2 separate regions of the Rattus norvegicus genome follow, and region 1 is linked to region 2. Evidence: chromatin contacts called from public Hi-C data. All regions are on one chromosome and are shown on one strand. Each heading gives the region's core, a stretch centred on a gene start, on an enhancer-like site or on the middle of the called end of the contact. The rest is flanking DNA. Distances are from core to core; before and after follow the strand shown. Region 1 has its middle 36 kb from the start of Tmem168. Region 2 has its middle 12 kb from the start of Tas2r7l.

The links. A called contact is a pair of places that touch in the nucleus more often than the background predicts.
Region 1: a contact with region 2 is called in a Hi-C map of liver, with 5 times the contacts expected there. The contact joins two enhancer-like sites. A contact is called at or near these places in 5 of 12 Hi-C or Micro-C datasets (the A7r5 cell line, Schwann cells, hepatocytes and 1 more).

What each region holds. Positions count from the first base shown.
Region 1 is chr4:42,785,941-42,791,832 of GRCr8, reverse strand. No RefSeq gene overlaps it. Among named protein-coding and RNA genes, the nearest start is that of Tmem168, 36 kb to the left of the region's middle. Within about 2 kb of position 4,017, at least 3 of the 93 cell types and tissues checked have an H3K27ac peak or open chromatin away from gene starts, as enhancers often do. A contact at or near this core is called in hepatocytes and liver, where this site is marked.
Region 2 is chr4:42,544,655-42,550,110 of GRCr8, reverse strand. No RefSeq gene overlaps it. Among named protein-coding and RNA genes, the nearest start is that of Tas2r7l, 12 kb to the right of the region's middle. Within about 2 kb of position 3,865, at least 7 of the 93 cell types and tissues checked have an H3K27ac peak or open chromatin away from gene starts, as enhancers often do. A contact at or near this core is called in hepatocytes and liver, where this site is marked.

The DNA of each region.
Region 1 (5,892 bases), core at 2,768-5,267, 240 kb before region 2:
ACTATGTTTAGGTATGGGCCTTGAGTTTCTGATTTTTCCAAGATTTTTACCATGAAGGGGTGTTGAATTTTGTTTAATCCTTTCACATCATCTAATGAGATGATCATGTGTTTTTTTTTTCTTTGAGTTTGTTTATATAGTGGATTATTTTGATGGATTTCTATATGTTGAACCATTCCTGCATCCCTGGAATGAAACCTACTTGGTCATAGTGGTTGATCTGTTTGAAGTGTTCTTAGATTTGGTCCATGAGAATCTATTGAGTATTTTTGCATCAATATTTATTAGGGAAATTTGTCTGAAGTTTTCTTTCTTTGTTGAGTCTTTCTGTGGTTTATGTATTAGTATAATTGTTAGTTCATAGAACGAATTGGGTAGTGTTCCTTCTGTTTCTATTTTGTGGAATAATTTGAAGAGTATTGACATTAGGTCTTCTTTGAAGGTCTGATAGAATTCTTCAATAAACCCATCTGGGCCTGGGCTTTTTTTGGTTGGGAGACTTTTAAGGACTGCTTCTATTTCTTTAGGGGCTATGGGACATTTTAGATGATTTATCTGACAGTGATTTAACATTGGTACTTGATATCTGTCTAGAAAATTGTTCATTTAGATTTTTCAGTTTTGTTGAGTATAGGCTTTTGGTGTAGGATCTGATGATTTTTTGAATTTCCTCAGACTCTGTTATTATGTCTCCCTTTTTCATTTGTGATTTTGTTAACTTGGATACTCTTTCTATGCCCTCTGATTAGTCTGGCTAAGGGTTTATCTATCTTGTTGATTTTCTCAAATAACCAGCTCCTGGTTTTGTTGATTCTCTGTATAGTTTTTGTTTGTTTGTTTCTTTTCTTTTCTTTTTCTACTTGATTGATTTCAGCTCTGAGTTTGATTATTTCCTGCTGTGTACTCCTCTTGGTTTATTTACTTTTTTTTTTTTTGTTCTAGAGCTTTCAGGTGTGCTGTCAGTCTGCTAGTGTATACTCTCTTCAGTTTCTCTTTGGAGATAGTCAGAGCTATGAGTTTTCCTCTGAGCACTGCTTTCATTGTGTCCCATGTTTGGGCATTCTATGCCTTCATTTTCATTGAATTCTAAAAAGTCTTTAATTTCTTTCTTGACCAAATTATCACTGAGGAGAGGTTGTTCAGCTTCCATGTGTATGTGGGCTGATCCTGTATTTAGGGCCTTCTTTAGTCAAGGGAAAACCCGTCACAACCTTGCCCTGACAAGTCTGGGCCTGCATACAGATCTAAAGCTACTTTTCAGCACCTTCTCCAGCACCTTCTCAGTCCTGTTTGCTTCAGATTTCTCAGATGTAAAGCAACTGTTCTGTGATCAGCCAGGAACCTATGTATTTGTAAAGCCCAATTTTTGTTTAGTCACTTTGCCATCATTGCAACAAAATATCACAAAATTTAAATGGCGGAATGAAAAGGTTTCAGTCCATTATGGACTGGTTTCATTGTCTCTGAGCCCTTGCTGAAACAACCATTATAGGATAAAGGTAATTTAGTCATTCTTTTTGTGGGTATTTATTTATTTATTTATTTATTTATTTATTTATACAGGGTCTCACTGTATAGCCCTACCTTGCGAGACTGGAAATGAGTCTTAAGAACAGGGAGACCTCCCCAAGTGAGACATGAGAATAGAGTTAGATACAAATACAAGAGGTATATTTTCAGTGAGTTGGGGTCAACCTTCAACCAGCCCCTTGTGGTGAATGGCTGTAACAAGCAGTTTTTATACCCTTTAGGGGTACAGGTTGCACCAGCAAGGTTACAGTTTAAACTTATTGACTAAGCATATTGACCTTTGAATATATTGGCTAGCAAACATGGGCAGATTATGACATGCATTTGAACTCTCTGGGACCAGAGGGTCAGGTGACTGTCAGTCAGTACATTCTGCGGTTTTTCAAGAATGTTCCTCCTCCTCCCAAGAACCGCAGGTTGCGAATGGAACTTGGCCTAGGTGGGAAGCTGGAATCGGGTCTAGCCTTGACCAGAGGCAGGTGGGTGTGAGGCTGGCGAAATCCCCTAGGGTTCCTTCAACCTAACTTCTGCAACTCCCTAGGACACTGTGCTGGTGTCACATTCCTAGAGATCCAAAGATTCACTGGCCTATAGTTCCTGAGTGCTGGGATTAAGGCTTGGATCCACCTCATCTAACCTAGTTCAGCAGTTTTTATGAGAAACCCATAGTAAGCCCTTTTCATTTGAAGACCTGTATCTTCTTAGAGCTGACGATTGTAATGTTTTCTCTCACTTATTTTCAGGCTACTCACTTGGTTAATGCCCTGCTGCTGGAGTGGTCTGTGGAGCTTAGGGTAGCTGTTCTTTTGGATGTTGTTCTTTAGTTTGAAGGATTTCCTTGGCTTTATCTTCTAGTATCTTCTAGTACTTCTCATGGTACTTTCTCCTTACCAACTCCATTTTTAACTTCCACGATCTCTTTCAACTTCTTTTTTACAGTATGAATTTAGTGTCTTCGACTTTTCTAAATAGTAATTGAGATTTCAAAACAACAACAACAACAACAAAAGCAAGTCTCATTGGATTTCTCCAGTGTTTCTCCTGGAATTGGTGTCATTCCTTTCCCATTTGCAGTTCCAGCTTCTTCAAACATCTGAACACCAACGGCTGCCTGTTGGTATTTAAGAAAGAAGAATATAAAACGATGGCTTCAGTTTCCTGGTCCATGATAAGAAGTGATAGCCTCTGAGCTTTAAATTTAAGTAAAATTATGGGAATTCAGTTCGTATGTTTTGGTGATCCCTCCCATGGTAAGAAAAAAAAAGATTTAACCGTTAGGTGAATATGAATACCTTTCTTAGAACTACTGTAGTTATTTTGCTTAAAATGCTATGAGAACAGAGGAGATAGGTGATTGGTTAATATAAACAAACACCTTTATTAACTACAGAATTATGAATCCCCTTTCCTAAGCTTGCTCTTGAATTATTTACCCCGTTTCTTAATTCCTCCCTCAATTTATCAATAGTCACTGATACTAGGCAGTGGTTCTCAACCCCTTTGGGGTGGTGAAGACCCCTTCATTGATCTCTTTAGACCATCAGACTATTCATAAGCATAGCAAAATTATAGCTATAAAGTAGCCACACAATAGTTTTATGGTTGGGGGCCACCACAACATGGGGAACTGTGTTAAAGGTTATAGCACGGCATTAGAAAGGTTGAGAACCCCTGTGTTAGAGCCTTTCTAGAGTTATGCTGAATGTCACTGATTTTTCTCAAATTTCTTGGCGGCTGTTCAGCTACTACAGTTTGCTTCTCTCTCAAATATCCCTTCATGCTCCTCTGTTTTTATTGTCTAGATATGTATAAACCTCAGGTCTAATGATAGATCATCCCATTCCCTACATCTTGATGGTATAGTCAGTTTTTATTTCCTTGTTAATTTGATGTGAACTGGAGGGGAAAAAGAGTCATTGGGTGTACTATATTGAAATATAAGTTGATGACATTGTCAATTTTCACAAAATATGGTGAAATAGACCTGTACTCCTAGTCAGAATGTGAGCTGCTGAAGGGCTTTAATCCAGTATCAATGCAAGGGAAATTCCAGATGACGTTACTGTGCGCTCTTTAGTGGACTGACTACAGAGAAGTTTGTACAAGCAAGTTTGGGTGAAGTAAATGACAGAGAGTTGAATTTCTGTCAGTAAGCAGGGGCATATAGCAACGAACAAACATAGGTGTAAATAATTTCTCTCTGTCTCTCTCTCTCTGTCTCTCTCTCTCTCTCTCTCTGTCTCTCTGTCTCTCTCTGTCTTTCTCTCTCTCTGTCTCTCTGTCTCTCTGTCTCTCTGTCTCTCTCTCTCTCTCACTCTCTCTCTCTCTCTCTGTGTGTGTGTGTGTGTGTGTGTGTGTGTGTGTGTGTGTGTGTGTGAAGAATGTAACTGCCAGTATTTCTGAGAATTGAAATGGTTAAATGGGTTTCTAAATGTCTGCTTGAACCACCAGCTGTATTTGGTTTTCTCTGGAACACTGGCAAGATAATCACAGTGGAGGAGAGCCTAGTATGCAGAGATTCCATGCAGCTCTGTACACTCTCCTGTTGCTTGGATTCTAGTGTTTGCATTGCTGGAGGAAGCTAAATTACCTAAAATTGGGTACTCACTCTTCCAGTTCCAACAGTGAAAAGAATAAACTGCTCAGTCTCTCAGCAGCTAAAGCATGGAAGGTTAGGGACTTGGCTAACTGAAATAGAACTCAATCTAATTAAATCTGCAGCCTACCTCTGGTTTATTTCAACTTTCAGGGTATTCTAAAGGGTAAATTCCTCATTCTAAGCACCTCAACTGAAAAATATGTGGTTCTGTACAGACACATGTGCTGAGTCCTACATGGTCATAGAAGGGATGGTGTGACATAGTTCTCATCTCTGGGACAAAGCCAGCAAAGTGTGGGCCTCCATTGAGTGTTGAACTGGGAGTCTTGTTTGTATTGTGTGTGTGTATGTGTGTGTGTGTGTGTTTGTGTATTAATATGATATATCTTCATGTCCCTTCAGGAAATATTCTCCCTGCCAAGGTTAATGACTCCATGATAATCAAAGATAGCAAGTCTAGGAGTTGAGGGTGTATCTATGTCCTTAGCTAAAATGATAGATGCCAGAATATTCAGGATAGCCCTTAAGGCTGTGGGGAAGAATTCTGAAAACATGAGTTCAAGAATATATAATTTCTCAACTATGCAAAATATAAGGATGCAATATGAATTATATGAAGGGCTTCACAGACCTAAAAGAACAGTAACAGTTGCACTATAAACCAGCTTGTCAGAAAGATACAAAAACAGCCAGATATAAAGGCAGGCAAATTCCTGAGTTCAAGATCAGCCTGGAACAGAGGAACTTTAGACACAGGCATGGTCCAAACAGTAATCTCAATAAGGGATCCACCCAGCTAAATTCATTGGTTATGTTTACAAAGGCTGGCAGATCTCTGAATTCATTTGCAATGTTATATTTATAAAAAAGTACTTGCTGTCTTTTTCTAAGACTCCCAGGGCTGAAATCACTTTGTGGGATAATCAAAAGGGAACCTGAAGTAAATGACTGATTGTTAGGTAAATAAAAGATTGGGCCTTGTTCTGTGAGAGCTGAGGTATCTGGATGAGCTTCCTGGAGCTCTCCAGAGAAAGCTGTATTGAGCAGACCACAGGACATCAGCTTGTACCCCATGATCTACATTGAAGCATTTTTTGGACACTCTCAAACACCCTTCTCACAGGAACTCCTCTGTAAGCTGAGGCTGGCCCTTCGCACATGTGTACATGCATGTACATACTAGATGCTACTTTGCAATGTTCTTCGACAGTCATGAAGAATGCACCTAATAAGGAATGATATCAGATCCATTATCAAGAGTATAGGGTTAATGGTAGTAGTACTTTGAACATCTTTCCCCATCTGGTATTTTACAAGGTAAGCCCACATAGAAGGGGAGGGGGAGAGGTTAAGGGGGATGTTGGCCCAGAAACTGGGAAGGGGAATAACAATCGAAATGTAAATAAGAAATACTCAAGTTAATAAAGATAAAAAAAAAAGATCACAGTCCCCTCAATCTAATAAGAATACATGCCAGCCAATGCTCCATTACTGAGCTAAACACCAGTCCTTGACCACTTATTATTATTATTTTTGCTCTGAACTATTTTCCAAATATTAAGAGCTCTTTATTAGAACTATACCATTTGTCATGTGGCATATGTGTATTTCTCTTCTGGTCATTAGCATTTTAGATTTTTTATTTTAATTTTCAGTGTCAACTGTCTCATATCTTTTTAATTGTACTTTTAATTTGTGAAAGTTCATTAAAGTATATGTAAATTAAATTTTGAGGGAAAAGGATTAAGGAGATAATAAACTTG
Region 2 (5,456 bases), core at 2,616-5,115:
GAGTCAAATGCAGATATTTACACACAACCAATGGAAGAAGCTATTGATCTCTGTGATTGAATTAGAGTAAAACTCTAAGAAGTTTAGGAGGAGGGAGAGTCCATAGGAAGACTATTAGTCTCAACTAACCTGGACCTCCAAGATTGCTCAGACACTGAGCCACCAACCAGTCAGCAAACATGGGCTGATATGAGGCTCCTGATACATATACATCAGAGGATTGCCTGGTCTGGCCTCAGTGAGAGAAGACACACCTAAGCCTCAGGAGACTGAAGCCCCAGGGAGTAGAGAGGTCTGGAAGGGCGGGGGGGTGGTGGTGGTGGACACATCCTCTTGGGAATGAGGATGTGTGTGTGTGTGGGGGGAAGTCAGAGGGCAGACTGGGGTAGGAATAAAGGCTGGACTGTAAAAAATAAAATAAAGAATTTTTTTAAAAGTGGAAGCAAATTGATACAACATCAGGCAAGATATACTTGTCTAGTCAAGGTCTGTGGCACATGTCCACATTTAGTAACAGGAATTAGTAAGGCTCAGTAATGTGATTTCTATTTAGGTAGCTGGGAAAGGGTATAAAGGAAATATCTGCTCCTTACAGAACATAGCATAATGTTAAAAGTGCCTGGCTGCCTATAGATATGGGAGAAACAAGACTAATGTAACAGGGTGACTTCCAGTTTGGGGGAACGGATGCACCAAGCTTGGAGGCACCACTTTGGGGGTAGCATTATGTCATCCTGCTGAAAGTTTCCTGTACTTGTTCTCATAACTCCAGCAATATCTGCTGAAAGCTCTGTGGCAATCCCTCCTTGCAATCCCTGGCTTTGGTGGCTTTTGCTAACCTTACAGTTACCACTCTCAGGAGATCAGACTAACAGTGGCAACTCAATCACTCTGTAGAGGCAGAGCCAGGGTCTTGGGAAGGAAATTTTACCTATTGAGAGAAGCATAAAGTGCAGAACCATACCTAGGGGCAGCATCTTGGCTTTGTTAATTCCCCAAAGCACTTTTACAAGGAAAAGGTGAAAGGCAGACTGAGGCTAAGATTAAGTAATGGCTATTACTAAGCAAAGTTTCCTGCTAAGGAACTGAGCATTAACAAGTTGCTGCAAGAAACTGACCTGAGATTTGTATACCAGAGATACAGGTAAAGACTGAATTGTACATCAGGTACTATTGAGATGGGAGAGATTATGAACTAAAATTGAGCAAAACTACCATTCTCTTTAAAATAAATTGCAACCATGTTAATTGGATTCATCGACTAGAAAATAATTCACACTTTTATAGTAAATAAAACCTATCTTGCAAGGTGATGGAATGCCTCCAATAAGGTTGAATTCTATTAGATATACTATATAGAGTAGTTCCTCAAAAACGTCTAGAAGTGGGAGGAGATCTTTCAAGGTCATTTCCTCATCTCAGAGCAGGGCAGGCAGGGAAGGAACTTTCTAGGAACTCCATCCCACTACAGGGTCTACCCATCAGTCATTCTCCTAGCTCTGCTACCAGTTCCCTTCCTTCCACAGATGACAGTGGGTTTCTTTGGCCACCACTACCATTTTGAAGTCAGTTAACATTCTCGGATGTAGACTTCTCATCTGAAGACATAAACCTGAGTTAACAACCCCATTTCTTCCCCATGGTCATCATCTTGCAACCCAGGTACCTATCTTACCAGCAGCACCTCTGCTCTCGATCACCACCAAATTGATTTTCACTCTCTATTCACTAACCATCTCCTTATTATCCAGAGTAGAACTGCTCTCAATCCAGAGAGATGGAACCTTTACTTTGTGCTTGTGGAAGCCAATCTCTATTTCCTTGTAATGACAGTTCTCCCTGATAAGTGTTTGTACCTTGGAGACCTGGGCCACAGAAGATAAACTATCAGTGTGAAGGATGACAGAGCTACTGGTCATGTTGTCAGTTCCGTCTCCAGAGAGACTGCTGTGAAGATGAGCAACTGCATCGACAGGATCAGGCCTCAGTGGAAATCCCAGACAGTGAGGGCTCCGTGTGCTTCCTTGGTTGGCAGCATCTATAGGGATTGTCATGTCATAGCCACTTACCACTCTGCCCATGACTACTTTGTAAACACTGGAAGGTATTGTTTAGAGCTCATTTGGACCCTTGATTCCTAACTTTCTTCTACGGGCTTGTTTTGAGCTATAACAGTCATTCTCAACTTTCCTACAGGACCCTTTAATACACTTCCTCACGTTGTTATGGCTCTCAGCCATTAAATTATTTTGTTGTTACTTTATAACTATAATTTTGCTACTATTATGAGTCATAATGTAAATACTTGTTATGCAGGCTATCTGATATGTAACGTCTGTGAAAGGGGGTTTGTGACCCACAGGTTGAGAACCACTGATGTGTATCTTTTCGTTGCTGCAAACCTTAAGAATTAATTGAATATAATTGATGAATACCGTCAGTCCTCCTCACTAATTATCAAACCCCAGGGTGACCCTTCCCCACTCTTCAAACTTGAAATTAATCATAAGCCTCTCAACAGGCTTTTAGCCTTATGCTTACTGTTTTTCTGTCTAATCTTGGCAACTCTCCTGTCCATCCAAAACAATTATTTTTAGTGTAGCACAGGCCTTAGCTTGAATGTCTTCTGTAAAGACTTGTGATGATTCCTCCTGGCCTAAAGGATCTGCTTCCTAGGCACCACTACCACCTTCCTGTCTAGGCTCATCCCTTACCAATTCCTCCCATACTTGAAGAACAGTTATTCTGAGCTCCATCTAGTTGCTTCCCTGCAATTCATCCCTAGACTGGAGGAATGGACCTGTTTTATTCCTTCTGCCTGGAACACCTCTATTTCATGCAGGTAGATTCTATAAATCCTTTAGCTCCACATATTCCACAACACCTTACTGTTTTGCGCAGCTAGCTTTCACACTACCTATTTTGCAGCATATTGAGTTTTCCAGAGATGGCTGCAACCTCTCTCATTAAACATATTCTTTGGAGTCCTCAGCTGCCGATGGATTCAGTTTTCACGTTGTGAAGAAGCTCAGGTCTTATGGAGAGGCCATGTGTAGGTGCTGCAGCTGATAGTCTCTGCCCAGGTGCCAGACTTGTGTGTTGGGCCACCTCCCACAATTCCATTCCCCAGCCATTTGAGTGTTTCTGGCAGGGATCCCAGACACTGCCTCAGAGAACTGACCTCAATGTGCTTTTCACAAATCTCTGATCCACAAGGCATTTGAGCATAACTAGGAGGTGAAATCACTCCCAAGGCCTATTATTGCACAGCAACAGTAATTTATAGACTTTCCTTGATTACCCAGGTGTTGATTAGCCTCCCGTTCTCTGGATTCCCATGGTATCTTGAGCATCTCCCATCTGAACTCTCCTCTCTGAACTGTCTTCACAGCTTACTCATTTCTCCCTCACACTAGCTGTTCACTCTGAGGTCATACTCATCTCCTGTACCTGCGTGTTCTCAGTACTTTGCAGAATGTCAGGCATAAAAATAACTGTCCGACAAGGACTTGCTAAAAGCATCAGCATGGCAGGAATATTCTCATCCAGCTTGCTCTTTATATAGGAGAGTGCCGCTGGGTGATGCAAGGGTTAGCACATACCTAAGCTTTGTTCTATTGCATTGTTCTATTGTAAAATAGGTTTCAGTCTCTGAATTTTTTATGAAAGCAAGACAATGTCTGCACTGGAAGAACTACCCAGACAACAGGAAGGTTAAGAGGCCTAGGATATGCTTGAAGTAGCAATGATACTAGGGAATTTAGACTACAGAGGGACTCACTAATCGAAACAGTATCTAACTGACCTTTATCTAAGGCAAGGAATTAATTATTAACCACACAGCCTGACCCAAACCTGCTGAGGCAAGAGTTGAATTCAGATTTCAACAGAGGCCTTTATGACGCGCAAAAGATCCAGGGAAAAGGGTAAGGGTATGATCCAGAGGGTTGAAGACAAGATCAATGAATAACGAAAAAATGGAGGCTGTTTATGGAGAAATCAACCCTTTCTTCAGGCAAACTAGACAGAAATGGAAGCACTATAATGCCTTGGTCAAATAGAAGTCTAAAAATAATACTTAACTGCGTTTCCTGATTAGAACTACAGATAATGACTGACAATTGGGTTTTGTTAGATGAAAAACAAGGATTTCTCTCAATACAACATTTAAATGAAGCAGACAAAGGAGACTGAGATTCAGATTAAGATGTTCCCCAAACAGAAAGTAGAGACCTAATAAGAACTATTCTGTCAGAAAAGAATACTTTTGAGACGCTCTTTTGTCCTACACTGAATTTTCTTTCTTGAAGTATTAATATATAAAGACATTGTTAACAAAATAACAAATTCTGACAAGTAGATGAGTGTCTTCATAGAAAGCCATTTTGTGGTCAGAAGCCAGGGCCCTTACAAGGTTCACAATGAGTCTTTAAAGAGTAAAATACCAAATTGCAATGAATTCTGCCATGCCATGCTAAATGCTTTGATAATGTAGAATTAAATAAGGGAGAGATATACAAAAAGCATGAAACCTACAGAAAGTAAACATATTCATGATATAAAATCCATATCCATTTTAGTTGTGTTTTTCAGGGTCTGGAAATGATTTTTCTGAAATTTGAAAACTTTTGACTGTTTTATGAGGAACCTAAGTATTCCATCAAATGCAATCTCATACTTTCGCAGCAAAACCCAAATTCTGTTGAACCGATATGTGGTATGGTATAGAGTCATTTTCTATAGCAATTTCAATTCTTTTTACTTAAATTTCTTTCTCTACCTGCCAACATGGCTGAGAATCAAGACCATAGTAAAATCCTGCCACCTAGTGACAAAAATTGTCATTTTTAAACAGTTTTTATTTTTCCATTAATTTACTCACTGTACATCTTGATTGAAGTTCCCCTCCTCCCTGTTTCCCTTCACACAGTCCCTCATCCATCCCCTTCCCTTCTTCTCTGAGAAGGGAGAGGATCCCCCAAGGTACCAACCCACCCCACCTTCACTGAAAGATTAGGCACATCCTTTTCCACTGAGGCCAGACAAGGCAGTCTAGTTACTGGTACGGGATTCACATACAAGCAAGAGTCAGACGGAGCCCCTATTCCAGTTGTTGAATCACCCACATGAAAGCCAAGCTGCACATCTGCTGCATATGTGCAGGGTGGGGCATAGGTTTAGCAAATGCATGCTGTTTGGCTGATGATTCAGTCTCTGAGATGGGGAAGGCTCCATGGTGTCTATGAGGGTGACTCTAGCTGAGTCTCCAAGCAGTTGGGGATATGGAGCTTGAAGTGGTCACCTTCTATAGCAAGGCAGGACTCCCTGTGGATGGATAAGGGCACCAGCCCACCCCAAAAACCTTTAACCCATAATTTGTCCTGCCTTCAAGAAGTGCAGGAACGAAGATGAAACAGAGACCGAGGAATTGGCCAACCAGTAACTGGCCCAACTTG